Regions from separate parts of the Mus musculus genome. Here regions 1, 2, 4 and 5 are each linked to region 3. A link is a contact called in public HiChIP or PLAC-seq data. All regions are on one chromosome and are shown on one strand. The core of a region is the stretch at or near the end of the contact, and the rest is flanking DNA. Distances in the headings are between cores, read along the strand shown. Region 1 holds the start of Scd4 (stearoyl-coenzyme A desaturase 4). Region 2 has its middle 29 kb from the start of Scd1. Region 3 has its middle 30 kb from the start of Slf2. Region 4 has its middle 4.3 kb from the start of Gm35183. Region 5 has its middle 12 kb from the start of Mir5114.

Evidence for each region. HiChIP or PLAC-seq counts read pairs in DNA pulled down with a chosen protein or histone mark.
Region 1: a FOXA1 HiChIP or PLAC-seq map of pancreatic cancer cells shows a contact between it and region 3. The contact joins the promoter of Scd4 here to the enhancer-like site in region 3. A contact is called at or near these places in 6 of 39 promoter capture datasets (the 3T3-L1 cell line, frontonasal cranial neural crest, hippocampal neurons and 2 more), 1 of 484 Hi-C or Micro-C datasets (B cells), 1 of 115 datasets of contacts at active chromatin or transcription factors (pancreatic cancer cells) and 1 of 9 other capture datasets (embryonic stem cells).
Region 2: a contact with region 3 is called in a FOXA1 HiChIP or PLAC-seq map of pancreatic cancer cells. The contact joins two enhancer-like sites. A contact is called at or near these places in 1 of 15 datasets of contacts at CTCF or cohesin (embryonic stem cells), 28 of 484 Hi-C or Micro-C datasets (the AtT-20 cell line, B cells, the C10 cell line and 15 more), 4 of 115 datasets of contacts at active chromatin or transcription factors (embryonic stem cells, extraembryonic endoderm stem cells and pancreatic cancer cells) and 1 of 9 other capture datasets (embryonic stem cells).
Region 4: an HNF4G HiChIP or PLAC-seq map of pancreatic cancer cells shows a contact between it and region 3. The contact joins two enhancer-like sites. A contact is called at or near these places in 1 of 115 datasets of contacts at active chromatin or transcription factors (pancreatic cancer cells) and 1 of 9 other capture datasets (embryonic stem cells).
Region 5: a contact with region 3 is called in an H3K27ac HiChIP or PLAC-seq map of extraembryonic endoderm stem cells, with 2.6 times the contacts expected there. The contact joins two enhancer-like sites. A contact is called at or near these places in 6 of 39 promoter capture datasets (the 3T3-L1 cell line, 3T3-L1-derived adipocytes, the HPC-7 cell line and 3 more), 2 of 115 datasets of contacts at active chromatin or transcription factors (extraembryonic endoderm stem cells and pancreatic cancer cells) and 1 of 9 other capture datasets (embryonic stem cells).

Annotation. Positions count from the first base shown.
Region 1 is chr19:44,331,820-44,337,129 of GRCm38.p6, reverse strand. Scd4 (stearoyl-coenzyme A desaturase 4) reads right to left here and starts at 3,804. Exons shown (of 6, transcript NM_183216.3): 1 at 3,615-3,804; 2 at 2,869-3,136. The coding sequence starts at 3,638.
Region 2 is chr19:44,376,082-44,381,962 of GRCm38.p6, reverse strand. No RefSeq gene overlaps it. Among named protein-coding and RNA genes, the nearest start is that of Scd1, 29 kb to the left of the region's middle. Within about 2 kb of position 3,797, at least 65 of the 459 cell types and tissues checked have an H3K27ac peak or open chromatin away from gene starts, as enhancers often do. A contact at or near this core is called in extraembryonic endoderm stem cells and pancreatic cancer cells, where this site is marked.
Region 3 is chr19:44,897,622-44,903,674 of GRCm38.p6, reverse strand. No RefSeq gene overlaps it. Among named protein-coding and RNA genes, the nearest start is that of Slf2, 30 kb to the left of the region's middle. Within about 2 kb of position 4,769, at least 39 of the 459 cell types and tissues checked have an H3K27ac peak or open chromatin away from gene starts, as enhancers often do. A contact at or near this core is called in extraembryonic endoderm stem cells, liver and pancreatic cancer cells, where this site is marked.
Region 4 is chr19:44,265,306-44,270,515 of GRCm38.p6, reverse strand. No RefSeq gene overlaps it. Among named protein-coding and RNA genes, the nearest start is that of Gm35183, 4.3 kb to the left of the region's middle. Within about 2 kb of position 3,370, at least 306 of the 459 cell types and tissues checked have an H3K27ac peak or open chromatin away from gene starts, as enhancers often do. A contact at or near this core is called in pancreatic cancer cells, where this site is marked.
Region 5 is chr19:44,311,773-44,317,569 of GRCm38.p6, reverse strand. No RefSeq gene overlaps it. Among named protein-coding and RNA genes, the nearest start is that of Mir5114, 12 kb to the right of the region's middle. Within about 2 kb of position 2,874, at least 328 of the 459 cell types and tissues checked have an H3K27ac peak or open chromatin away from gene starts, as enhancers often do. A contact at or near this core is called in extraembryonic endoderm stem cells, liver and pancreatic cancer cells, where this site is marked.

The DNA of each region.
Region 1 (5,310 bases), core at 2,555-5,054, 570 kb after region 3:
TGAACACTTGAATAGTTGCCTTATGTATCTGTCTGTCTGTCTATCTATCTATCTATTTAGAGATGGAGGTAAGCAAAGAAGCCCCAGAATTCAAGGCAGACAACTGTCTGTCTGCAGGGGGCAGTACCCTGAGCCTACCAACCATGACCTTCCTCTGATCTAAGTTGTTCAGGGCCACAGATTAGCCCTCAGTGGCTTGAAAAATAGCAACCAGAGCAATTTGGTTCGATCAGTTACAACAACCTCCAAATTTTAAGAGCTCACAGGCCTGTGCCAATTCACCAGCTGAACCATTTTGATATGATGGCAGACACATGCTTGTATGAGGGCGAGTCAGCCCTGCACAGGACTACATTCTTACAGTGGCTTGAGCCTTACCAAGAATATTAATATTTTCATAATCACTGGACACCTGGGTGTGATTCTGCTACATCTCGAAGAATTTGATCATACAGGAAGGCTACGTTTTTTCCCAGAATCATGCTGTAGCCAGGGGCTGAAGCCCAGTTTCCTGTAAATAAAGCACTGGTCCAGCCCCACCATCCACCCTCAAGATGTTCACTGAGATCTCAAACCTCTCCTCTGCCCTGTCTCTCTGTCAATCTGGATGCTCACTGCCAGTACAACACTGGGTAATACTTAAAGCTGGCAGCTGGTAGTGCCTACGTTAGGGTGAGTCATCTCTGTTACATTTGTATCCTGGACTAAGGATAGGTGCCATGTCCTACCTCACTGTCTTGAAGTCAAAGGCTTGGGAGGTGCAGCTGTTAATAGAGAAGGAAACAGACTACCCTCACTCTGTCCCCTGTGAGGGCTTAGAGGAGACATTCAACCATGCTTCGCTCCTATGAGAGGCTGGAAACCATGGCCCCTGGGAGGCCGCAGAGCATAGTTCAGCTTGAAGTCAAAATACATTGTATAAACTCTCTTGTGTTCTTCTAGAGCCAGAAGTAACAGTTTCCCAAACAGCATCTCCCCTCTCCTGCCCAATAGCATTCCTTTTTTGGGCTTCCCACAAAGATCACAGAGCCAGTGTGCAGGCAGGGAAAGTTCTGCCCACGTTCTCTCTGAGCTGGGACCAGACCCAAGTGATTTTCTGCTTCTAGATGTATTTAGATTGAGCTCTTCCCACGTATCCAAGATGACCCCGAACCACAGGGGAGCCAGGATCCTGCAATCACAGGAGAAAAGAAAGAGCTTTGGCCAAATCAGAGGCCCTCAGTGGAACACCCAAAAGTGTCAGTTTTATGTCACAGGTGTCTCTAGGACATTCATTGGCTTTGAAAACACTCGGAGCATGCACAAGGGAATTGAGACAAGAGCCCTGTTACTGTGTGGCCTCTTTCTCAACCCCATGACTGTCAAATAGACATCTCAGTTCAAATAGATGGCTCAGTTCAAATAGATTAGTTCCATGACCTCCAGACAAGGTCTGTTTGTGTCCCAGGTATATTAAGCAACATCTTTAAGCACTTCTAAGACGTGAGCAGGAGAGCTTTCCTCTTTTAGCACTCCATGTCAGTACCCGAGCAGGGTAGAAGGCTCTCAGAGTATCCAAGTTAGGAGAATACTGGAAAAGCACACAACTAGCCCAAGGACCATGGCTTGGCCTTCCTAATCACAGCAAATTCTGTTGCCCCCCACTTGGTACCTGGAAAAACTGTAGTCCTGAAAGAAAAAAAAAAGAGTTTTTCCTCAGTTGTATTTTCCCTGGCACCTACAGAACTTTTAAGGTAATGCAGAGCTCACCTGCTGCAGGTACTAAGAGACGGAGGGCAGGGGTGGCCAACACCAGCAGCCAACTTCTACATCACTACCTTCTAGAGGCAGCTACCAGAAAGTCTTCTGCCTTCCAGAGAGTGATCTCTGGCTCATCGTTCCTCAGAAGGTAGCAAGGGGCCCTGGCCTGCTCCTCTCTCCCTGATTTAAGAATTGGGAGTCAGAGGCGAATCTACCTGAAAGCACACATGTGGGTCCAGGGGCCAGCCCTGCATCAGCACATACGCACAGATCCCCAAGTTGCTGAGCTAGGGAAGAGACACAGTGGCAACCTTCTTTCTTGTTACAACAGTCTGAAGGCCAGGGTTTCTCAGTCTCTGAGCCTGGCTATTTTGGGCAAGGGGAGGTGGAGGTAGAGAGGAAAGAGCAGAAGGTTCTGGGCCCTTTGTCCTACATGGTATCCAGAGACAAGAGCAGGAACTGGCTGGCCAGGGAATGAATGGAATGTCACCCAATTCTGAAACCCCCCTCCCCCTCTATTTTTGTCATTTTAAGAACATCTTGCTAACTGACAGGACGGACCTGGAGCAGCAGAACTCTACACCAGTGTACTTGGACCGTGTGGGAACCTGCCTCATCTTTCTCTGGGGCAAACAAGCCTGTCCTGGTCAGAATCACATACAAATATTTTTTGTTGGTAATCCCATTTTATTCCTTCTTCTCCAGCGATCCCCTCTGGATAGTCTTACTTTACTCTGTCTCCCGACTAAGCAAATACCCCCTCATTAAGCCCCCATGCCTCTCAGCAAGGGCTCTAGTTTTCCTGTGGCAGGCAATGCTAAGTCAGAAAGCTTTTTGGACGGAAAAGCTCTTTAGGAGACTGTCAATCCTTTGTCATACAGTTATCCCTCCACCTTTTATAGACTTTAGCATCCAAGCTAAAGAACCCCCCAGATCTGACACTCTTGTACCCCAATCCCACGAGGCTCTGTTCCCCGTCTAGTTATCAGTATCTCAGAAAGTGGAGAGAAAACTTGAAAAATCTGGACAGAGAGCGGCTACTTTTCAGAATCAGAGTCTACCTTATTAAAGAGTTGGGGGCGGGGGAGACATGGGGTGCTGGCCCAGGGCGGAGGGTTTGGAGATTACCCAAGAGCCAGGTGTAGACCTTGCAGGAGGGAACCAGTGTGATCCCGTACAGGGCTCCCACGTGCAGCAGGGCCATGAAGATGATGTTCCTCCAGACGTACTCCAGCTTGGGCGGGGGTCCCTCCTCATCCTGGTAGCTGGGGTCATACAGATCATCTTTTATTTCAGGCCGGATATCTTCTGCCTGGAGGGGCATCTTCTCTTCTCCATCCTGCTGTCTCCGGGAGTGGGGTTCCATGATGTTGGTAGTGCTACACCTGCTGGAGATCTTCAACGGGAGGAAGTGAAAGTCAAAAGCAGATACATAGGACAGCAAGGGGGGGGTCCTCCTGTAATACAGCCAAGGCAGTAGAGGCAGAAACCCCAGTGCCCTGATCATAGGAAGACAGAGTACAGATGTGCTAGATGAAGCAGAGAAAACTTCCCAGAAACTACCTAGAATGTGTTGACAATCAAACCTCACAGTGAAGGGGCAGGGACGGGGATCAAACATTCATACCTCAAGCAACATACAAAGGAAAATGCATGTGCATGCAGAAAGGTATTGGCTGGACGGGAGCTTTCTTTCCTTTAAAGTCAACTGGCAACATGACTGCCACATCCCTCACTTGAAGGTCATACAAATCTAATAAGATATCTGAGATGTCTCTGTAGCTCTCAGCTCTGGCCTCTCTCCAGTCAGCACAGTCCCACCTGGTACCAAAGATCCTGTGCTAGAGGGAGGGGGTCATTGATGAAAAGCTGACCTCTTGTGGCAAGTGGGCCGTCATCTTGCTCCTTGGAAGCCTAGATCCTCTTGTGAAGGCAGAGAGAGCAAGGTCCAGGTCTGCAGCGACTGAGGATCGGTGAAGCGTTGAGTCCAGAGCCCACTGTGCGCTGTGTGTACTGCGTTGATGCCCGGCTAACTGTGCAGGTGTCACCAGTCAGTTCTGCTGTGTGTTGTTGTTTCCAGGCACAGGATTTAAAGGGTATGTAGAGCTGGCACTTGGTGACTGTGTCTGGTATTTGTTCAGATGTGCTTCATGACTGCCAACAAGGGATAAAGAATTCAGAGCTGGCTAGTCAAGGCAGCCCCATGAGGAGATAAAGACTGAAGGCGAGAGAGGGGAGGACAGCCAGCAAAGCCCACATTCACCTAAGGCAAGGCTATGGGATGCTGCACACACTAAGAGAGAGCCACCTTTGTCCCCATTCCTAGACAGATGGAGTATTCTCAGCACTCTGGCAAGCTCTGAGCAGAGGAATTTGTTACTCTCTTGTCTTCCTGGCTCTGGCATCCAGAAATCTGCTATCTCGCTGGCAGACAGCCCTCTGTGCCAACCTCCTCGGTTTCATCTCTGTGGACCCTGGGTCTCTGCCAGCATCATGACTGGAGGAATCTGGGGTCCAGTTCTCAAGCTTCATAGAGGGTAGAAAATGTCCACAAAGTGGGAAAAGAGTGAATCTGGGGGGTGAGAGTCAAGTTCAAGCCCAGGACTAACACAGGTGCTTGGCAAATGTGTCACACTGGGGCAGTTGCACAGTGGGGACAGCTCATCAGTGTCCACCACAATTCCACCTTCTCTTTCCACTCATCAGGTGTGGTGGGGGTAAGGGGGGGTGGACTGGCCTCCACCCCCAGATCTCGAGACAAGAGCAGGTGCATAGCCCGCCTTCTTACTTAGCATCTCAAGCCAGTGGCGGCTCTTCCCCACCCACCTGCCCAGGATGTTCAGCAGAATCGCAGAATGCTCTGACCAGCTCACACACACAGTCACACGCACAGGGCTGAGTGTCTGAGCCCACGCTCAGTCATAGGACTCGTTTCACAGGGGATAACCACCTCCAGACATTAGCATTTAATTACTTCCCTATGTTCCTGCCCCCGGAACATCTGCTGCAGGCAGGGAGGTCTGAAGATTCTCCCATCAGGTTGGGAATTGGGAGTCTTCTATAAGGAAAAAGTGGGAACCTCAGACAGGCGTTTACAGGCAGCAGAGGTGCAAAGGTTTGCCTGTGAAATAAGAAGACTGAGCTGGTATGGAATGACTTTAAAAAAAAAAAAAAAAAGCTAATACTAACTTTTTAAAAAGTCTCCCCGTGACCCATGACCTGTGGTTTTTAAGGAGAAGGAAGTTGAGATATAGAGAGCTCAGATAATTTGTCTGTGGTCCCAGGAGCCAGTGACTCACAGAGCTAGAAACTGATCATAGTAGGCAAGATGCCAGAGCCCAGGCTCAAACCCTGCTCGGAAAGCGATGCTGGCCTAGAGTCCCAAGACAAAATGACTTCACAGGCCGTCTTCAGTAGATTCACAGCAGGATGAGGAAGCTCAAACTGCAGGGATTTGCATTCACTAGGGTCTCCTGAGATAGACATCTCCCCTGTACACTTCCCCCCCACACACACACAAAGGAGACTATATGAGGGCAAGCATGACCAACTTGTCCCTCTGTGAAAGCT
Region 2 (5,881 bases), core at 2,548-5,047, 520 kb after region 3:
CCTGCAACTGGAATCTGTACAACTGTTACAGACAGTTGTGAGCTGCCATGAGGGTGGTGAGACCTGAACCCGGGTCTTTTGGAAGAGCAGCACGTGCTTTTAATCACTGAGCCATCTCTCCAGGCCCCTGTCTATCCTTATTTTGAAGAGAGCTTTTTGAGTGGCTATTCTTTCTTCTAAGATACTAATTATCCTTTGTACTTTTATTTAATTGAGAATAAGGGAATTCTTATTAGAATTGCCTGCTAGAGCAAAGGACAACAGAAACTCTTTGTCTCGATGTCATGATTAGGGTTTTATTGCTGCCAAGAGACATGATGACTACAACTCTTATAAAGGCAAACATTCCATTGGAGTTGGCTTACAGTTTCAGAGGTTCAGTCCATTATCATCATGGTGAGAAACACAAGGGTATTCAGGCAGACATGGTGCTGGAGACAGAGTTGGAAGTTCTCCATCTTTATTCAAAGGCAGTAGGGAGAGACCCTGTGCCACATTGGGCATAACTTGAGCATAGGTGACCTCAAAGCCCACCTCCACAGTGACACACTTCCTCCAACAAGGCCACACTTTCCAATAGTGCCACTCCCTGGGCCAAGCATTCAAACATCTGAGTCTATAGGGGTCATATCTATCCAAACCACCACACTTGAACTAATCTAAAATGAGCCATTCCTCTTCCTTGAGTACCACGCCAGGAATGGGATGGATGAGCACACGGTTGCCCAGGGTCAGGCCTTCACTCTTCCTTCAGTAATTTAAATCCTAGGCCAACTTTACAAAGAGGCAGTCGAGCAGCTAGCGAGAAAGGAAAGTATTCTAAAATCTCACAGGTAAAGGATAATATTCCGTATAAAAAGTGAGCAGTGCTTATATTCTCTGTGCCTCTTATCCCTGGTAAAGCTCCTCCTTCCACAGCTCACGATGTAGCCACACCTGGCTTTGACAAGGGTACTTGGGGTTTGAACTCAGGTTCTCCTGTTTGTAAATTAGTTGCAATTGCTGCCTGAGCTATCTCCCTGGCCTCCTCCCTGTGTTTGTGTGTTTGCTTTGATTTTCAGGCAGGGACTTATGCAGCTCAGGATACATGAGCTCTTGGTCCTTCTGCCTCTAGTTCCCAGGCACCAGGATTATAGCCATGGCCACCATGACCTGTTTTCTCTGTATTTCTAAGTGATGTGCCTATATGGCTAGTTAGTGATTTTAGGTGTTATATATATAATTTTATTCACATCTAACCATCAAAACTGAGGTTTTCTCTTTTCTTCCTTTCTTGCAGAACCCAGAGCTTTGTATGTGTTACACAAATACTCCACCACATTGACCATCTCTCCTCCTCCTCCTTCTTCTCCTCCCCCTCCTCCTCTCCCCCCTCCTCCTCTTCCTCCTTACTTTTTATGTGGGTGGGTATTTTGCCTACATGTATATGTGTCATGTACATGCAGTGCCTATAGAGGCCAGAAGAGCGTGTTAGTTCCCCTGGAACTGGAGTTAAAGGTGGTTGTGTAACATCAAAAGGCTGCTGGGAGCTTACCCTGAGTCCTCTGGAAGAGCAGCCAGTGAGCCTCTCTTCAGTCTGATTGATCATCTTTTCTTTGTTACGTTAGCATGATGATGGGCACCTGTAGACAATATTTTCTTCACCCTCTCCATGCAGATCTGTTGTAACTTTGGCTGTGTCCACAGTCAGAGTTTATACAAACCTATGTAAATATTGCTCACGCTGGAGTCATGCAATCGCTCCATGATTTCTTTCTTACGTAACTTTGTATTTCCTTTGGTTATAGTAACAGTGTGCTTTTGTTGTTCTTGTTGTGATATTGTTGTTTGTTTTCTTTCTTTTTTCTTTTTCTTTTGGGTCCTCTCTATATATTTAGCAATTCAACCTCTGCATCAGTTGTCAGCAGCTCTTCCTAGTACATCTGGTCACATCAGGAATTCTGTTAGTCCCGGTGACCTCAAGTGTTCTTTCCTGCAGCCTTCTCTTCTGCTCAGACTTAGCCAGGTACCCTCAGTTCATCCTCTCCTCTGTATGTTGGATTTCTTCCCTGGGTCACTGTGTTCCCTTCTTTTCTTGCATGCTCCTTTATTAAGAAGTGTGCATCCTCTTATTAGCCTCTTAGAAACAGAGTGTTTTAAAAAGACTTCCGTAGGATTCCAGTTCTCCCAAAGTGTGTGATGCTGTGCCTTGGTTTGGAACAAATTCCATTATCAAGAGTGTTTGCTACGTTTTATAATGTGGTGGGAGGGAGGACTTTAGCTGGCCTATGCCAAGGTGTCCCCTGAGGAATCAGGCCATGCGACAGGCCTAGTATAAGGGAAGGGAAGTGACCTGGAAAGGGATAGAGGCAGAGAATAGAGGGGAGAAGGACAGAAAGAAAGAGAGGAAGAAAGGAAGAGAGCATGAGAGGCCGGCCAGGGACACGTAGGGGCAGAGAGAGAGAGAGAGAGAGAGAGCAAGAGAGAGAGAGCAAGAAAACAAGTAAGCTGGGGTAGCCAAGCAGTCCCTCTTATACACTTGGCAGCTCTATAATTTTGGGTAGCTGTTACTAGGTTCCTTGGAGTAGCCTAATGAATTGTCTGTAAGCTAACAAGAACCAAGACCTGAAAATTACCCAGTTATTCTTTGACCTCTACCCATGCATTGTTCACATTTGCCTGCATGCACATGTGTATGCAAACACACACACACACATACCCCCCCACACACACCCATACACACATACACCATATATAAATTAATTAAAAAGTCATTGAGAAGGGGAAATGCTTGTTCTTCATAGCTAGGGAATTTTCTGTGATTCATCCAGTGATGATCTTTTATTCCCTTCTGCTTTTGCCTCTCTCTCTCTCTCTCTCTCTCTCTCTCTCCCTCCCGAGAGAGTGCTAGAGAGACAGTTCAGCAGTTAAGAGCATTATTTTTTCCAACCCATGTAAGGAGCAGAGCCGTGGGTTCTGCCCCAGGGTTTTGTGGGATACACTCTTAACTCCAGGTCTACACAGAGCAGGCTTGTGACACCACCTGATGTCGTCATCTGTAAGGACAAGATCCGCCATGGAAACCTCTCTGGATTGGCTTTTGCATGTCCCGTATAATGCCCCCTTACCTCCAATGTTCAAGGTTAGCATGGGACAGACAAAAAGGTGCACCAGAGTCTCTGTCATCCCCTGGACACAGGTGTGCAGGCTGAGCTTGGAATCCACACCTGCTGCCAGGTGGGCACACAGAGCCCCTCAGGGTGATGCTCCTTCCCTGAGGAGGAGCCAGGCCAGCATTTGCATCCCTGCAAGGATGCTCTGACCTCCTCCCTGGGGAAGTTTCACTTGCATCCAGCATAGGGCCATCCTGTGGAGCAGGAAGCAGAGATTCTCATGGATCCCTGTGCTTAGCTGCTATAGTGTTTCTCTCTCCAGAGTTCACAGGGCGGCTCCTTTACAACTGTGCACTTAGTTTCCAGGAGAGCCAGAGGGACCCTGCAGGAGCTGCCTTTTCTCTCTCAGGATGAGGAGCAGAGTTGAAGGTGAGGCAGACACTTCCCTCAGCCCCTGACTGAGAGGGAGAAAGTGAAGCTGCTCAGGACACTGTGGAATGCCAAGGGTGAGGGCCCCTGCAGCTGGTGCAGGCTCTGAGACTCCCTGGGGACAGGGTGGGGGTGGGGTGGGGGTGGGGCAGAACTGCAGCTGGAGCTGCTGAGGGAGCCTCGCCCCAGCCCTTGCTCAGTTCCTGTGAGACCTGGGCTTCTGTCAGAGCTCTTTGTTCTCACTCCACTCTGCTCTCCTGCTGGCCCTGTCACCCCTGGCCCTGTCACCTTCCCTTGCTCTGTGTAACCACTGAAGTGTCCCTTCAAGATCTTAGCCTCAGGTGTCTAGAGTGTCTCTTTCTCATCAGCCTGGTATCACATGAATCGCTTAGAGTGTTGGTCAATCCTCTCTCTGTCTGTGAAGCTCACTGACACATCTTATAGGCATTGTGACCACACCCAACATAAGCCCAGGTTAAGATAATGTTTCCACTGTGACCCCAGCCAATGCCAGCTGGGTCAAAGGTCTTTCTTTTTTCTTTTTTTAAAAGCATCTCCGAAGACAACTTCAGACATTCTTCTACCATGCGAGCATGGGGTAGGAGCAGTTGTCAGGCTTGGTGGCAGGTGCTTTTGAGTCACCTCCCTAGCCCTGTGTCAGAATTTAACGTGGATGGACAGTTGGTCATCTTGTGTTCTCTGAGCATTGCTATTTCCACAAGAAAGACTCTGATTGATTATCCAACACCAAATGGCCAGCCCTGAAAACATATATATGAGTAACATACAGACTGTGCAGGCTCAATTTAGGAATTTATGTGCAATTACACATACATATACATAGTAACAATTCTTGGGGAGGAAAGGCCATGGATTTGAGGGGAGCAATGAAAGCCGTAGGGGAGGGTTCGGAGAGAGGAAGCAGAAAGAGAAAATTATGTAAGAATTTTATAATTGCTTCTAAAATTAAATTTTTTTTTTTTTTTTTTGCTTTTTCCAGACAGGATTATTCTATGTAGCCCTGACTGTTCTGGAACTCACTCTGTAGACCAGGCTGGCCCCAAAGATCCACCTTCCTCTGCCTTCCAAGTGCTGGGATTAAAGGCAAGTGCCACCACTGCCCGGCTTGAAATACTATTTTTAAAGTGCTGAAATTCGGGCTGTAGAGATAGCTCAGTGGTTAAGAGCACCGACTGTTCTTCCAGAGATTCTGAGTTCAATTCCCAGCAACCACATGGTGGCTCATAACCATCTGTGATGGGATCTGATGCCCTCTTCTGATGTGGCTGAAGACAGCTACACTGTACACATATATAGAAAATAAACAAATAAATCTTTTTTTTTCTTAAAGTACTAGTATTTGGGCCCAAGAGAAGGTAAAAGGTTCCTGCCTCAAACCCTGATGCCCTGAGTTTCTTCTGCGATGTGCCTCCCTCCCTAAACACACCCAAAATAAGGAAATAAAAATGAAAAAGAGAGAAAGAGAGAGAGAGAAATTCTAGACTCTTAGCTGGAAGGAACCTTTGTCTTATGACTGCCTCTCAGTCTTGCTACCCATGAGATCTGGTCCCAAAATTTCCTTTGTGTCTGAAGTAGGTCTCTAGGGCAGCCCAAACTCCTGTGTTGCTTCTCTATGATCAAAGAGGTTACAAGAGTATGGTGAGGGCTTGGGTGTGGCGAGAAAAAAAAATGTCCCCTGGGATCTGCTGGGTTTTTTTTCTTCACAGATGACTGCTTTCACACAGCTGCCTGTGGATACAATGTATCTTTGTGACGTTTGTTCTTTCCCTTCTGCATTTAGCTTATTCAAATGGCCTCTTCCTTTGTGCCAGGAAGCAGCAGGCCCCTGGGGTTCTCCGTGTGAAATAGGTGTGAAGCATATCCTGGGCTTGCAGAAGGGCTGCAGGTTGGACCCTCTTAGCAAGAAGATGGACCTCTGACCGCCTAGGTTAGTCAGACTCTTTCCCTGAGAGTTCCTTACTTACCAAGACAAAGGAAGCCCCACCCTCATATCCACCCCTCCCCCCCTCACTCAATAAATGTCTATGAAATCCTGACAAAAGGAATCAAGAGTCCCAACACTGGGGAGATAAGAGCCAGAAGGATCTTTTTTGTACACCCTTTTTTGTACTACTTAGCCTGGGCTAAGTTGTAAGACATGGAAAGGGGGGACGGGGGAGAAGGAGGGAGGGAAAGGAGAAAGAGAAGAGTGGTTTCATATTCATCTTTTTAAAAAATGAAAACTTTAGCCAACTTGAAAATACAAAGTACCAACAAACTGTACCCACTTCTTGGATTTCTGTTGAGAAAGCTGAGTTAAGTAGGAAAGCACATACAAGAGGCTGTGGTGGTCAGTCTTC
Region 3 (6,053 bases), core at 3,520-6,019:
AAATTTATTTCCTAGTGTGTTTTTCACAGTCTCCTCCTCTAAGCCCATTAGTCACCATCCTGAGACCTGACAGAGCAGTTATTGAAGGCCCCTGTAGTTCTTCACACTAGATTTAGGGGTGTTGGGCACTCTGCAGGCCGGCTCAAACTTGAGTCATGGTTGGGTGGTCTTCCCCTCAATCGACTGTGAATCTTTTCCGGGTCATCCTAGAGGCCCACAGGGAGAATACCTATCTCCTATCCTTCCTTCAACAGAGAGGTGGCAACTACTTCTAGGACCAGTGTTCCCAGGCTGGGAATTATGTTGTCTTCTGTTCCTGGTTATATCTCTTACATTGCCATCTTCAGTGTCCCTTTTAATAAAATGGAGAGAATATACACTTAAAAAAAAAAGTCTTACTTCTATTTTGAGACAAGGTCTCCTATATCCAAGGCTGTCCTCAAATTCCCTACGTAGCCAAGAAAGACCTTGAACTTCTGGTCTTCCTGCTGGGAAGTGCTGGGAATCCCAAGTGCTAGGATTCAGGCCACCCCACCATATATGGTTTATGTAGTCCTGGGGATCAAACTCAGGCTATATGAATATTATGTAAGCTCTCTACCAACTGAGCTACATCCCTAGCCCAAGAAAATATACTTTTTTCTTAAAAAGTGGGGTACAGAGACCAGCAAGATAACCCAGCAGGCAAAGATACTCACAAGCCTAGAGAACCAAGTTTGATACCTGGGACCCACAAAAAGGTGGAAGAAGAGAACCATCCCTTCAGAATTGTCTTGTGACCTCCATATATGCATGCCAACACACACTCCACACCAATCATAAATAAAAATTTTAATAAAGGGGTGCAAAACTAAACCAAACAAAAAGGGTGGTAGCATAGAGCCTAGCATGGCAGAACAGGATACCACAAATGTTAGCTCTCTGCTCTTTCACTTGGACAAGACCTTTCTCCTGGGATCTTGGACATCTTATTCATCTGTTTGGAAACATCTCTATAAACATTCATTTCAAGAATAGCTCCATAAATCAAGCGTTTGGCTGTCTCCTTCCAAGTGAGGTCTCTCCAGAGTAGAAGCTGGGAAGCAGCACGGTTGCAGGCACTAAGCAACAGATGGAAATACACAGCCAGCTGACAGGGACTCTGTAGAAGAGTCCTGACTGTGTGGCCTCCCCAGTCTGTCCCCTCCCTCACCCTGGTCTGGACACTCCTGCTCTGTGCCTGGCTGGCCTCCAGTAGGGCGTGACTCCATAGGGCTTGCTCCTCTCCCGCAGCTATGCTGGACCAGTTAAAGTTTATTCTGTAGAAACCTCCACCAAGAAGTCAAAAGATGAGTTTCCTGCTCTTAATAGATAATTTTTATTGGTTTTGCAATAAACGTATGAAATAGAAACAATAGCAATAAACCATCCCAACAAGAAATCGAAAGGCTCAGGCCTCCAAAGCCCTTCCTGCCTCTTCTTAATGAGTCTCTAATTTATAGAGCGGCCAGTGGGCCTACTTTTCTTTCCCGAAGCTTTGCAAAGTCTTCCATCTTGGAGGCCGGGGTGCTCTGGGTCTGGGTAGACTCATTTCCATAGGATTGCTGTAATGAAAGCTGAGACCTAGCAGAGCCAGAAGAGAGGATGTGGCACTGTCCCAGGCTGGATCTAGTCCTGTTTCTTCTGACATAGAGGGCCTCTCCTCTTTGGCTTCATGTTTGTCCCCAGAGAGTAGAATGGGAGAACAATTAAGTTAGGGTAGGAACTCGTATGGAAATAGCCAAGGGCCACAATTTAATTTAAATAAAAATGACATCTATTTAGTTTTTAATGTGTACGTGTGTACACTCACTCATGTACACACACACACACACACACACACACACACACACACACACACACATATATACATCTCTCTCTCTCTCTGTGTGTCTTGAGGAGGTACACAGTGCAGGTGTAGAAGTCAGAGAATAGCTTGTGGGAGTTGGACCTCTTCTACTGTGTGGGTCCTGGGGAGCAAACTCAGGTCATCGGGCTTGGCAGCGGGAGCGGTTACCCAGTGTGCCATCTCTTCAGGCACCACAGTTTAACTTCCAGAGAGCAGAGTGATGGGGGTAGGCATAAAAGACACCCAGAGGCTTAGCCAGGGGTTTTCACCTTTGAAGCCTGTACCTTTTGGAATGTGTAGAATATTTTCAGTTCAAGGTGTGAGTCTCTTCTCTCAAATCAGCATGCTGAACAGCACCAAGAAGAGGAAATATATTGATGTCTTTGTAGCTACTAATGAGACCTCCTCCGGGCATTTTTGGGGGGCGGGTGTGTGTGTGGGGGGTAGCTCAAGCAAGCTGGGAACCCTGGGTCTCTGCCCCACGGGGAGTTTACTTACTGGGTCACTGGCAGTGTCCAATGAGTGATAGCTAAAGTCAGGACTGTTTGCCCTGGGGCCTGAAGCTCAGGGAACAGGTTGCTTGTGTTCCTGATCATGCCTCAGAGGAGGTACAGGCCTCCTCAGGGCTCATGAAGAGAGGAGGGGAGGGGGAAAGGGAGGGAGAAGGAGAGGGAGGGAGGGAGGGAGGGAGCTAAGTGGGGTTTCCAATCCCACCCTTCAGGGACTGGATAGCTCAGGGTCTGGGTGGGTGGGAAAGACCCTGGCAGTCCGTGATGATGAGAGGGCACAGATGGTCTTAACTGGAAATAGTAATGCTTTCATTAATCATGGCTAGATTGATACTCCAAATTCCTTCCTGCTTGTCATCCTCTTCCGGTCCCTTCTTGCACTCTGGGCTCCTTCTGCCATGCTTTTGGGAGGTTGGAGTTGGGGGTGAACCTTTTCCGGGAATCTGTAGCTGCACCCCAGCTCACCCCCCTCACCCCACTTCCCCCCTCCTCAGTGGGCTCGAAGGAAAGACCGCTGACTTTGCAACCCACAGGCCCAGAATGTCCCCATCTATGGCACGCTGTTATGCTTCGAGGACACAGGACTATGAACTCGAAATTGTCTCGCCTTTGTCTCCTCCTGGCAGGTCTTTAGAGCTCGGGGAAACAGTGGAGCGGTACAAATCGCAGTGGCGTGGTAAAGCCCCCCTTACTCCTGATGGGCCTGCCTGACTCATATCCGTTTCCCTGGCAAAAAATAAGTTTTTGTTATTGCTGGCTTGGCAGAAGCACGGAAGAGTGCGCGAGGATCTACTGCCCCATGCATCACTGGCCAAATTGCCTGAGAAATCCCAGCTCCAGAACTTTTCATCGTTGGCTGTGATGTACTGAGCAGAACGGCAGCTCCATTTCCCCAGCGTGGCTCAGCGACGCTGGCACTTAGCAGATCCGCTCTGCTTGCAACTCCCAGCAAATATGGCCTTTCCTCTCCCTTCCCCTCCCCGTGGCCCTTTTTGCCCCTCACCCTTTATCTTTCCCATCCCCCTGTCTGCTCATCAACCCCCTCCCTGCTTCTACCCAACAGAGCCATAGCTGGAGAATCAGGAGGAGGCCCACAATGTCATTTCCCCATCACTCTGCAGACGATTCCACACTAATGTTCTTTTAATGCTGTGATGCTGCACTAATTAATAAGCATCCTGCACAGAGGCCTCGCTCAACTCTCCTCCCCTCTCCTCCTCTCCCCTCCCCGCCCTTCCCCAGCAGCCAAGGAGAAGGCCTCCTGCCTGACATCCTGGCAGGCTGGCAGCAGAGAAAGGATTTCACTCCTCTACCTGAGCTGCCTGATATTGCTATGAGAGATAACTGTATACGAACCAATAATCTAGCCTGACAATCCAATTTACTGACCAATAGCGCACAATCCACCATGTCATCGGCCGTGGGGAGGCCCATAAATTAGTTCCTAGTAATTTATTCTGATCAATAGAATGGGCAAAGTCACTTGTCTCTTTAATCAAAGGCCTCAGAGATGTCAGTGCGGGCTGCTGTGTGGGAGGGAGCCAGGGGGCCGTGGGTTCTTGGCACCACACCCCTCACCCCTAGCTCCCAGAGCCCGGCAGAAAGCCTCTAAATAGGGATGGTATGGGAGCTATCTGTGGTCCGGGCTGCCTATCTCAAGCAGAAACATGCTCTTCAAAGAAGCCAAGGGCAGGGGTGACCCAGATTGTGGTAAACAAGAGTTGTGCTGACTCAAAGGACATCATATCTCTTTGGAATGTTTAGAATCTTCCTCCCTATCACAGGAAGCCCCCAGTCCTTGTACTGGCTGTAAAGAGAAGATTCCCAGGCCGTGGGAATGTGCCTTTCCAAAGCCTGCTATGTAGATATTTTCCCACCAGGCCTTTGGAGGCTTAGCAGGACAGAAAACGAACTCTGAACTTCAGTCTTTCTCTGGGGCACTTTGCATCGAGAGAGGAAATCCACAGAACACAAGTTATCTGCCTTATCTGGCCCTAAGAGAGGTCGAGGTTCACACTCCAGCCCCAGGATGTCACACATTCTTGAGAGGGCTATTACCTGAGACATTCTTACTTGCCTGTTAGAGCAACAGCTTTCAGCGCCCACCCCCCCTCTTGGATAGCTCATGCTGTCATCAGCCAGGAGCCTCAAGCCCCCTCCCCCCCATTCTTTCATGTGAGGTCTAAAAATTTCACAAAGGCATGGGGGAGGGGGAGCACTCTTGTGAAATCTGATCAGTAGGGAGGCTGAGACAGGAGGATTGAGATTAAATATTAATTTATAAAGTAATTCTATATCATTTGATTAAGTTACTAAAGCCTCGTACTCTTCTGAAGTAGATACTGTTATTAGTCCCACTGAGTCAGAGTGTAAACAGCTTGCCCCAGGCCTCACAGCTAGGATCTGGTTGAGCAGGAACTGAAAGCCAAACCCTCTGGCTCTTATCCATCAGGCTAACGTGGAGGCAGAGGGAATTTCCCTCACCCCATCTCTGCAGGGTCAATATTTTAGTCTAGGAAGCAAACTGACAATAAACACCCACGGAAGAGATGCAAATGTATTCCAGGCACAAGAACAAGAGGCAAAGAGAATCTAAGGTTAAAAGAGGGGGCCAGATTGGGTTGGGGAGACTGATGGTTTCAAATATGCAGAACCCACAGGAAAAAAGCCACCCATAGCACCGATGCAACCCCAGCACCCCAGGTATGTGTATGGGGAAGAAACAGGAAGATTGCGGAGGTGTGCTTGTGTGAGCGATTGCCTGCGAGGATGACCATGCACCATGTTCCTGCCTGCGGAGAGCAGCTGAAGACTCTGAAGCAGGTGAAGACATCCAACCCAGAGGCATCAGAGCCCCTGAAATTGAACTACATTTGTGGGTGCTGCAAATTGAACCCTGCAAAAGTAGAAAGCACTCTCCTCTCCTGAGGTAGCTCTCCAGGCCCTCACTGGGGCTTTCTGGCCCCCAGCCCAGCAGTTAGTCTCAGTGAGAGAGAGAGATCCTGTCTCAGGGAGTAAGTTAGAGAGTGATAGAATAGGAGGCCTGTCATTGTCCTCTGTCCCCAGCCCCCTTCACAGGCCCACACACACTGAGTTCCAGGGGACAGAATGGTTTGATGCACACATACTAGTTATTTCTGCCATGGGGCCAGGGTTGGCCTGGGACTTCCTAGGTAGTTTAAGGCATACCTTGAACTCCTGACACTCCTGCCTCTGCCTCCTATATGATAGTATTACAGACATGTGCCACCATGCCCAGCTTACATTTACATAAAATATAATTAGCAAATGAATCCGTAATATGCTTAGAAGAATACTGACACAGAGTAAAGGTTATTTGAAGTGTTTTTGGTATAAACACATTCACAGCGATCAAGGGACAACATTACTGGGACTCTCTGAAGATACAGCAAGTCCTTGAGATGCTCTGCCTCCCCTTCACTCCTTGTCCTCCAAATAGATAAAGAATGGTCAGCCTCTGCTATCTCCCTGGAGTAGAAGAGAAAGTTCAAATGCTTCTCCCAACGTGTATTCCCTCTTCCAGGCCCTGGGGGAGCGCCAGTGCATTGGCCTTGGGGAAAGAGACCAATCTTGCTCTAGAGAGAACAAGCTTGTCCTCCTTGGTGGGAGGGAAGGTCAGCCTGGGGGCTGTGGTGGCTGCAGCGACTTGGCGAAGG
Region 4 (5,210 bases), core at 2,121-4,620, 630 kb after region 3:
TATAAACCCACAGGACATCGCTGGCACCCATCAACCTGCCATCAGACCATTTGGTGTGTGCAGCCCAGTATCACAGGCAACAGACTCTCAACTGTATCCCAGGCTTTCAACTCAGCAACATCTTCCCCGCTTAAAGTGGTCCACTTGAATTCACTTAGATGAATCCTGAACAGCTCTGCATTTCCTGGTACCCTGTAGGGACATTTTCTCGAGATTCTATCAGACCTTGACTCCATCTTTATCACAGTTGCTTTGAACACCCTACCCTCTCTAACTGCTTCGCTGTTATTCTGTAACTTATATCTTACTGTGTAGTGCAATGTGGGATCTGAGACTTAATGTTAGTAATTAAGATGACAATAGAAAAAAAAATCTGTGATTGTCAGTGGCCAGACTATCAAGTGAAATGAGGATTTTTCTGGTGAGTTACAGGCAACAAAAATGACTTAGCGGGGCTGGTGAGATGGCTCAGTGGGTAAGAGCACCCGACTGTTCTTCCGAAGGTTCAGAGTTCAAATCCCAGCAACCACATGGTGGCTCACAACCATCTGTAACAAGATCTGATGCCCTCTTCTGGTGTGTCTGAAGAAAACTACAGTGTACTTACATATAATAAATAAATAAATTAAAAAAAAAAAAAAGACTTAGCGTGCATCTCTGTCCAATAAATTCGGACACGTGGAAAGACATAAACACATCTCTCTACATTTCACACAGTCAACTCATAACTGTGAGCAGAAATGTCTTCATAATTGTCAGCGTTGCTTACAACAGAAGTACAAGTTTAAAAATTAGCATGGATTTACCCCTTAGATGCTAAGCCCCTAAGGTCATAAGACTGCAATGTCAACCTAATTACACTGAGCAGAAGCACAATGAAAACGAATTTTTTCCTGCATTTTACTTATGGATATAGAAGGGGGATGGAAAAAAACATATTTAACTTCTTACTCTCTTTGCTTCTGAAATACTGATACCAGATGATATACAAAAAATTAAATGCAAGTGATGGAAAGCCTTGTTTTCAGGGACAAATTAAATCACTTCCTTTTAAAAATTATTTTTTTGAGATTATAATATAAAAAGATCATTTTTCTCTATGTACATAAATACAATCTGCTCACTCTAAATCATGTTACTTGTGTATTTTCAGGGCTGGCTGGTATTAAAACCAATTGGTCTGCTCCTCCCTGGGGGGGAGGATTTTCACTGCTCTCAGCATTTCTTTCTTGCCTCGTGTGTGTGTGTGTGTGTGTGTGTGTGTGTGTGTGTGTGTGTGTGTGAGTGTGTGTGTATGTATGTGTGTGAGTGTGAGTGTGTGTGTATGTATGTGTGTGTGTGAGTGTGTATGTATGTGTGTGTGTGAGTGTGTGTGTGAGTGTGTGTGTATGTATGTGTGTGTGTGTGTGTATGTATGTGTGTGTGAGTGTGTGTGTGTATGTATGTGTGTGTGTGTGTGTATGTGTATGTATGTGTGTGAGTGTGTGTGTGTAGGGTTGAGGCCTCATGGACTTTCCCTCTGTCCACATTAGCATGCCTATTGTTGTTGCTCAGCTCTTGTTTGGGCTGTCACCTTGGTAAGAGTTTACGGCTGTAGCTTCTGACATTACTACAAGATACAATGCCAAGACCTTAACCACTGAGCTACCTTCTCCAGCCCCAAGGAAATGTAATTAAAAAAAAAAAACTCATTTGTAGTTACACCAACACATGTGTGGTGGGGCTGGAAAATAAGCAGTCAGACTGAAGTAGAAAGATTGCAAAGTCAAGACTAGCCTGGACAACTTAGACCCTGTCTTATAATTAATAAACAAACAAAAAGCTTGGAGATATAGTTCAGTGACACAGTGCCTGTTTAGCCTGTGTGAAAACCTAAATTCTACACTTAGTATTAAAACACACACACAGGGGCTGGAGAGATGGCTCAGTGGTTAAGAGTACCCACTGCTCTTCCGAAGGTCCTGAGTTCAAATCCCAACAACCACATGGTGGCTCACAACCACCCATAATGAGATCTGACACCCTCTTCTGGTGCATCTGAACACAGCTAAAGTGTACTTATGTATAATAATAAATAAATCTTTAAAAACACACACACAAGTAAATCAATATCACTCTTTCCCTCCTGTGTGTCACTAGTTTTATGTCACCTTGACACAAGCTAGAATCATCGGAGAGGAGGGAGCCTTGGCTGAGAAAAATCTCTCCATAAGAACAATCCAAATGAAACTGAGTAAGAAATAAGCAAGGTGTGTGTGTGTGTGTGTGTATGTATGTATGTATATATACACATATACACATATATACATACATATATATGTATACACACACACACACATATCTTTATGTTGGTGGACAGAGGTGCCTTAAATTGGGTCCCACAGTGTATGCTGGTGACAGGCCTCTTCAGGGGACTTCTTGGTGCCGGAGCTGGAGTGTGGTAAAGCGAGAACACCCACACGGAGAGAGAGAGACAGCCTGGTATGTGGTGTTCAACTCCACATTCAGTGAAGATGCACGTTTACTGAAAGGGGATTGCTAATGAGCTTCAGGGAAACTTCCTTCTGGAAAGGGCTAAAGTTTGGGGATGAGGATGGGGGTGGGGGTTGTGCCCACTACTTTTGGTCCTAGAAGTCTGACTGGTGTGAGGATTCTAAATTAAGAACTAATTTTCAAGGTTGTGGCGTATACCAAGGGTATGGCGTATATGTTAAGGCAAAGGGAAAGCCACACCGTCATCTTGTATTTGAGTGTTACTAGCTCGCTTTATAAACCCAGGTAAGTGGGCCTGGGGAGATGGCACCCACGTAACAGCATGACTTAAGTAGAAGCCCTTCTGCAGTCCCAGCGCTTGGAAGACTGAGTCTCTCTCTCTCTCTCTCTCTCTCTCTCTCTCTCTCTCTCTCTCTCTCTCTCTCTCTCTCACACACACACACACACACACACACACACGCGCGCGCGCGCGCGCGCGCCAGGGGCTAGCTGTAGCTAAGTTGAGCTGCAAGCATTCGAATCTTTCATCCCCGGTGACATCAGCCTGGAACGCTCTGGAACACTTGGCTGGCTTGCTTTCTCTCATGCTTTCACGACCCAGTCTTCCGTATGCTTTGCTGAGGTGGCACTCTGCCTCCTACGTGACCGCCTTGCCCTGCCCTGTTTAGTCTGCTCCCGCGACCTCCAACGCAGCGGAGGACCAGAGCCCACACCCAAGGTCTCTGCGTTCCTCCCTGGCGGAGAGGGAGGACTGGGGGGCGGGGGTGGAGGGTAGTTACAGCATCCCTTAGAAACTCCCTCAGCTCCAAACAGGAGGGCGACCGCAAGATGCAGGGGCACCTCCCGAACCAGAGGCGGCGCCTCCTGATGGGCGCGGACTCGGGCAGAGTCGCAGCGCGGCTGCTGATTGGCTGTGCGGAGTCAGGCGCTGTGGGCCGAGTGGACGGGTGTGACCCTGGGGGCTCTGAGTGATGGGCCGCGACTCGGGCGGCTCCCAGTGTTGACCTGGGTGTGGGCTGGCTGAGGGCCAGGGTAGGAGTGTGAGCACCGCCTGCGGTAGGGCAGCGATGCGGCCTATCGCGCAGTCGCTGCCCTCCTCCCCGGGATGCTCTGAGGGCTTTAATGGGGCATTCGCTCAGCACTAAGTGCTGAAGGACCGGAAGGACGGTAGTTTTGCTGGGGTTACAGGTATGCCTGAGGTGACCCCACAGAAAGTTAAATAGTTTATTACATACAAACAAATTAATCCTGGATATGTACACAAATCGAACCAAAGCAGATACCCAAATATTGGTGCGCAAATATTTGCAGCGCTTTTTACACTTGCCAAAAGGTGGAGCCAGCTCAGTTGTTGATCCGTCGATGAACTGGCTGAGGTAGACACTTTAAGTGCTTAGTAGGCAATACCAAGGAGTGGAGTATTACTTGAATGAAATGGGGACACCAAGGTATTGTTGAGGAGAAAGTCTTTACTCTAGAGGGAGAATACAGCCAGAGGCATCTGGAAGGGTCCAGAGCAGACTAAATATGGCCAGCAGAGAACCAGGCCATCGAGGAGGGAGAAAAGTGGAGAGCAAGAGAAAGAGGGACCCAAGGTGACCAAGACCCAAGAGGGCAACGAGGACAATGGCTAAAATAGCAGGGTTATATAGGAACGAGAAGCTTGGGGTCGGGGTCGGGGGAGCCCAAGAGTTGGGGAAGTTTAGGGTAGGGGCCAGGAGAGAGCGGAGAGGAATCTCAGGCACTGAGCCCCGAGATCAGCAGACGCTTTGATATGCTAATAGGCACCACAGGTGGCCAACTGTCTTGAGTTTTCTTTTGAACCTGACACCACTGATTTATGCTACACACTGGGTGATTGCCTGGCAAACCTTGCTGGGAGTGGGGGGTGGTAGCACATGTGGGTTATCAATTGTTTAACTCCCTATCCTTGAAGTACAAGGCAAGCGGGTACCTCCTAGGCCAGCACCGTTGGTTTTTTTTTGTTTTTTGTTTTTGCTAAGGGTGGGGAAAAGTTGGCTTGTGGCTGATAAGATTAGGTGTCACTGGCAAATGGTTTTAAGAGTTTTGGGTGATGAACTGTTGTAGAGGGCCTTGGTGGCCAGTCTGATTGACAGAGCTAGTTCTAAGACAGCCAAGGAAGGCTACAACAAAGAAACTCTGTCCTGAAAAACCAAAAACCAAAAAAACCAAAAACCAAAACCAAAAACCAAAAGAAGAAGAAGAAGAAGAAGAAGAAGAAGAAGAAGAGGAAGAGGAAGAGGAAGAGGAAGAGGAAGAAGAAGAAGAAGAAGAAAGAAGAAAATGTTTTATAATGTAACAGTGGTTACATTATGTCGTGAACGTAAGAAAGGCTTCTCATTGCTCACTTTGGGTTTTCTATTTTATATGGTGACTTTCCACTTTAGTGAAGCATGGAAACACGTGACCTTTTACAGCCGCCATCCTGTTCCCTCCTGTTCTCCAGGGGCTGGTGTTTGTTACAGCCTGGCCTGGGCTATTCATTGTTGTTTGAGAAATACAGGGGGAAAGGGCCTGTTGGTCCTTTCTGACAAGGCTTCTCCTCGGCCCACAGCCAGCGTGAGTCAGCACACCACACAATACTCTTTATGAGCTCCAGTAACGTGAAGAAGCCCTGAGAATCCCTGTGGAAAGGGTGGGGGCAACTGCCTGTAACAATCCCAGAACAGAGTCTCATTTCTGATCCTGGAGTCCAT
Region 5 (5,797 bases), core at 1,625-4,124, 580 kb after region 3:
CTACCCCCAAGACAAACCCACAGCTCTCTCAGGCCTCCAATCCAGCTGTGGACTCCTCTCTCAGTCAGGTAAAGAGTAATCCCATTCTCTCCCTCTTCCCCTCCCTCTCCCTCCCCCTCCCCCTCCCCCTCCCCCTCCCCCTCCCCCTCTCCCTCCCCCTCCCCCTCCCCCTCCCCCTCCCCCTCCCCCTCCCCCTCCCCTTCCCTCTCTCTCTCTCTCTCAGCACATATGAACTAGATAGGAGCATCAGGCATCATTTTAATGGGTAATTTATTTGAAACCGAGCTACTCTAGAGTCTTGAGATCAGGAGTCCCCCACAGCTCAGGGGACCTCAATGTTTGGCCTGCCACAGGAACATGAGGCAGTTGTGCAGAAGCAAGGGGGCCAGAGGAAACTAAGCTCAAATTACATAGAGAAAGGATGGGTGGCTGGACGCAGTTCTCTGCCACATAGAATGACCCTGGAGCTTAATAGCTCTGAGCTTGAGGCCAGCGGGTGGGTAAGTCTCTGGAGTTGATCCTCTGCCTCTCTGGAGTCAATCCTCTGCCGCTAACTGCCACAGAAGCCAAAAGTTCAAGGAGTGTGCATGACACTTACAGCTGCACCCTTCCATCAGGGTGGTCAGTATGCAGGAGGTCTGGAAGGCACAAAGGCAGGCACCGTTCTCACTGCTGTGGTTTGTATCCACACCAGAAGAGGACATCAGATCCCATTACAGATGGTTGGGAGCTACCATGTGGTTGCTGGGAATTGAACTCAGGATCTCTGGAAGAGCAGTCAGTGCCCTTAACCAGTGAGCCATCTCTCCAGCCCCTGGGTTTTTGTTTTTAAGTCTTATTCCCCCCTTTGACATTTATCTACTTCATGCCCCACCCACCCACCCCCACCCACGCTTCTTTTAGGGGCCAGGGAGATAGCTCAGCTGTTAAGAGCACTTGTTTCTTTTGTAGAGGGTTTGATCCCCAGTGCCCACATGGCAGTTCACAACCATCTGTAACTCCAATTCCAGATGATCTGACAGCTTCTTCTGCCTCTTTGAGCACCAGGTACAGACATACACGCAGGCAAAGCATCCATATACGTAAAATTAATGTGAATTAAATCTTTAAAGGGCAACACCTTTTTATACTGTTGGGTCGTCTTTGTGTTTGTTCTTTCTCTTTATTTTTTCCCCAGTCTCCTGCTCTTTTCCCTCAACAGCCTCTCCCTCCTCTTCTTTCTCCTTCTTTCATCCATTGTCTCTCTAGTCTTTCCCTTTCTCTACCCACTGTCTTCATCCCATTCACTCATTCTTCCCACGTGCTCCTTAAATAGCTTTTAACTTCCTAACAGTCTTTTTTATTTATTTTACTCGCTCTGTAGACCAGGCTGGCCTCGAACTCAGAACTCCACCTTGCTCAGCCTCCCGAGTGCTGGAATGAAAGGTGTGCACTAGCTTCACTTCCTAACATTCTAAAGTAGTTTTTAACCATCTTCAGTTCCATGATCATTGGCAATACATTAGCAGGCATTGAAGAAATAAATAAACTCCTAGTCATAGAGGACTCACAAAATCAAGCCAAAAGGACATAAACGATTAAAATGGATTCATAACAATCAACAAGACGGCTCTTACTCCTCACTCCTCTCTCTTTTTGTCTTCTCCTCTCCTCTCTCTCCCTCTTTATTCTCTAGCCTTTCTTCTCTCTCTTTTCTACCTTCTCTCTTTCCCCCTGTCTTTCTATAATAAAGCTCTAAAATCATTTTTTTAAAAAGTCAACAAGACTGAGACAGTAACCAAAAGTTTCCCCAAAAGTCAAAATGTAGCACCAGACTGACTCGTTGCCGAGTTTTATCAAATCTTTAAGGAAGAGGTAATAACCAAGCTCCTTAAACTGTTTCATATGGTATACAGAACACTACCAAGTTCACCCTGCCAAGTCTGCATTACCTTGATATAAAAACTGGTTCAGAGCACACACATTTTTAAAAAAGAAAATTGTCAGCCGTTTTTTCCCCTGATGAACATGGAGACAGAAAAAAAAAATTCTCAATGCAATTCTTGCAAGCCACATTTAAGGGCACGTTAAGATTATGTGTGGTGATTACTGCCTTTAATCCCAGCAAACTTTGTACAACTCCCACTCCCGTGTTAAATACTAACTTCCCGCTCCCAGTCCAAGCCTGCTTTGTTTCAAGCTTCTTATTTTAAGTTGGTGCAGAGGCTGCCCCTGCAGAGCGACTCGAGCTAAAAGCCTGTCATGGGTGCCCCTCCCACCCTGCATCCACTTCACCATTCCAGCATCTGAATGTCTACTCTGCTCCAAAAATACTTTTCAGATGTGTCCTTCCTTTTCCTTCCCCATGCCCCCATCGGAGTCTTTTCAAAGCCTGGAATAAGGCTTCCAGCCCCTGTGGTCCCCTCTGCTATCACAGTAAGTTTCTTAAATATCGAGATTTCCAGACTCTCACCGCCTCCCCTGCATTTTCTCCTCCCACTGCCCACTCCACGCCCCTTCATGCCTGCTGACATCAGCCTGGAAAGTTCCTGATCACATTAATGCTGTGCTTTTCGGAGTGCTCTCCTCTACACCATGACCCAATCTGAGGTCTGTTTTGCTAAGTCCTAGCTCTGCCTCCTCCTCCATAAGCGTTTGCACTACGTAGATGGAAAAAAACAAAACAAAAAAACAAAAAAAAACGTGCGCTGCTTTGCCAGCACACACCCCCACCCCCTTCCTTGGCGAAAGCTGGCGACCAGAGCCCACATTCAAGGTCCGGGGAGCGGAGGCGGGGGGGGGGGGGGGGGTTGTGAGGTCAGGGACTGGGCTAGCCTCCATCTGTGACTGCAAGGTACACCGGCTAGCTTCAGGAGCAGCGCATCCTGATTGGAGCGATGCGTGCAGAGCCCGGTGAGGCCGCTGATTGGCTGCGAGGGGTCAGGCGCTTTGGGCCTGGTGAACGCGAGTGAATCTGGGGCCAATGCTAACCCAGAGTAACCCCGGGAGGGGCCCGCACGCCTGACCCTTGCTTTTCCTCACCCTAGCTGGACCTCTCCCGGGCAGGCACTGGCAGAGGGCCAGGACTGGAGGAAGAGCGTTGCATGTTGCTTCTATTTCAGGCACTCAGCTTAACCTGAGTTGGAGTTTGGTAGGGCTCCATGTACGGTCACCAGGACAGTAATTTATGATGTCACAGGGCTGTGTATGTGTGTTTGGCCGCAGTGGGGTGGGAGGTGCGTTAGTGATCCAGGGAGGTAGCCACACTGCCTGCTCCTGGAAATGGCGAGGTTGGAGGCACGGTTTGAGGCTTTGGCTAAAGCAATCTTGCTACTGGAAGCAGAGCTTCTACTTTACTCCATGGGGTCTGGCCTTCCCCGAAAGCAGAAAGAAAAAAGAAAAAAAAAAGGAGAAATGTTATGGTGAAGGGTGGGTGACACTGTCCATTACTGCTGTTGAAAACTGTTTACTCAAAAAAAAAAAAAGTTAAACAGAATTATTACAGAAGAAATCCCATTCCTGTGTACACAAATCGACAGAGAGCAAATGCTAGAATATACACACACAAATGTGCAGAGCATACTATTCATAGAAGCCGAAAGGGGGGGACAACTCAACTGCTCCCCATAAATACAATGGACTGTTAATCATAATGAGGAGTTAAAAACTGATTTGTGCCAGTGTGAAAATGTTAGGAATCGATCAAAGAAGATAAATCAAAGAAATGACTTAGACACAGATTTAAGCCAGTAGAAAGTCTATTAGCTGGCTGGTACTTACAGACTTGAGCCTTTCTCGGGGTGAGATGTTTGTTTTTAATTATTATTATTATTATTATTATTTTATTTATTTATTTATTTATTTTTTTGGTTTTTCGAGACAGGGTTTCTCTGTGTAGCCCTGGCTGTCCTGGAACTCACTCTGTAGACCAGGCTGGCCTCGAACTCAGAAATCTGCCTGCCTCTGCCTCCCAAGTGCTGGGATTAAAGGCGTGCGCCACTACGCCCGGCTTATGGCATTTTTTTTGTATTTTTTTTTTTTAATATGAGTACACTGTAGCTGTCTTCAGACACACCAGAAGAGGGCATCGGATCCCATTACAGATGACTGTGAGCCACCATGTGGTTGCTGGGAATTGAACTTAGAACCTTGGGCAAAGCGGTCAATGCTCTGAACTGCTGTTCCATCTCTTCAGCTCTCTCAGGGCAAGCTTTTAAGCACACACACACACACACACACACACACACACACACACAATACAAAACATGTCTTTGTTTGACACATTTAGCAAGAACAGTTAGCCAGAAGGGGAACTACAGAAGCCAAAAAGCAAGGCTAGTACATTTACAGACTTCCCAGAGCTATGGCCTTTGATGAATTAGATCTTTGTTTTCATTTTGGCGGGTGGTGCTGCCTATGTGCTGGGTTCCATGACCTGAATAGTACTTCTATCACTTCACCATGTTAGTTGTGTTAAGATTTGGGAGCCAACTAAGGACCAGGTTGGGGGGGGGGGGCGGTGGGGGACCTGTTACAAAGAGACACACAGAATGTCATGCAGGGAGGCTACCAGACACACACAGTATGGCTATTTCTCCGACATAAACAACAACCGATTCATAGGCAGCATATTGGTTGTTGATACAGTGGGAGGGTCATGAGGAGTCATTCGAATGGGAATAGTGTTTCCTTTTGGGGTGAGGATAATGACATTTTTTTAAAACTAAAGATGAGGCCCAGTATAGTGATAAACATCTCTTATAGCAGCACTAGAGATGCAGAGAGAGAGAGTCCGGTCTAACGGACTGAATTCCAGGACAGCCAAGGATACTGAGAGAAACCTTGTCTGAAAACCAGGTGATTAATTAATAACTAATAATAGTAATAAATGGCGGTGGCTAAACAGTATAAGTATATAAATTCATGCGCCATGGTCATGGATTTGGGACCTTTAAAATGATGCTTTTATGATGTCATTTATTCACTTAGTTAGGTTTTTTGTTTTTGTTTTTCCAGTGTTGGGGACGCAATCCAGGGCATCTTACAAGCATGGCAAGAGTAAACAGAGCCTTATTTTTACAGTGTAAGTTGCTTCTACGCCAAAGAAATGCTGCTTCAGTTAACAGGCATAACTAACCCAAAGAGTCTCAGAGGAGAATTCTTACCCTCACCCTCCACTTCTAAAGAAAAAGAAAAAAGAAAAAAAGAAATCGTAAGAATACAGCCAGGCGTGGTTCTGGGCCTGCCATGCCTTTGACAACCAGTTTTCTCTCGTTTGCTGTTCTTGTTCACAAAGTCTTTCAAGGCCTGACCCTGACTACTCATTGTTCTCAGTGGAAAATGGCCAAGATGCCAATGGACTCTTGGATGTCCCCAGCACCAAAATCACCATGAGTCAGCACAGCACACACTGCCCTTTTGTGAGCTCTCTGCTGTTCCCCGGGCAGATAGCGTGGGAGGAGTGCTCACCAGAGGAGGAGGGCTCTTTCTGCCTCCAGCAACTTCAGGGCAGAATCTCTGTCCCTTAGGGAGTTTATCTTTGGGATTTATGGCGTGTGCTCAGAATTCATTGTCCAAAACTCAGTGCTTTCTTTGTTGCATAGAACATTAAGCACAGGTCACCGAAGAGAACGCCCACTTCCCGTGACATTTGCCACTGAGCGCCACTATTGAAGTGCAGGGAGACATTTGCAATTAATGGAAGCTGCCCTTAGTTATAATAGTGCTCAGTCCTTTACAGGCAGCCAGACTGTAGTTGCGAGGAGAGAAAATGCCAGCACTATTTATGTGGTCTGAGAGGTGGGTGTAAAACTGGGGT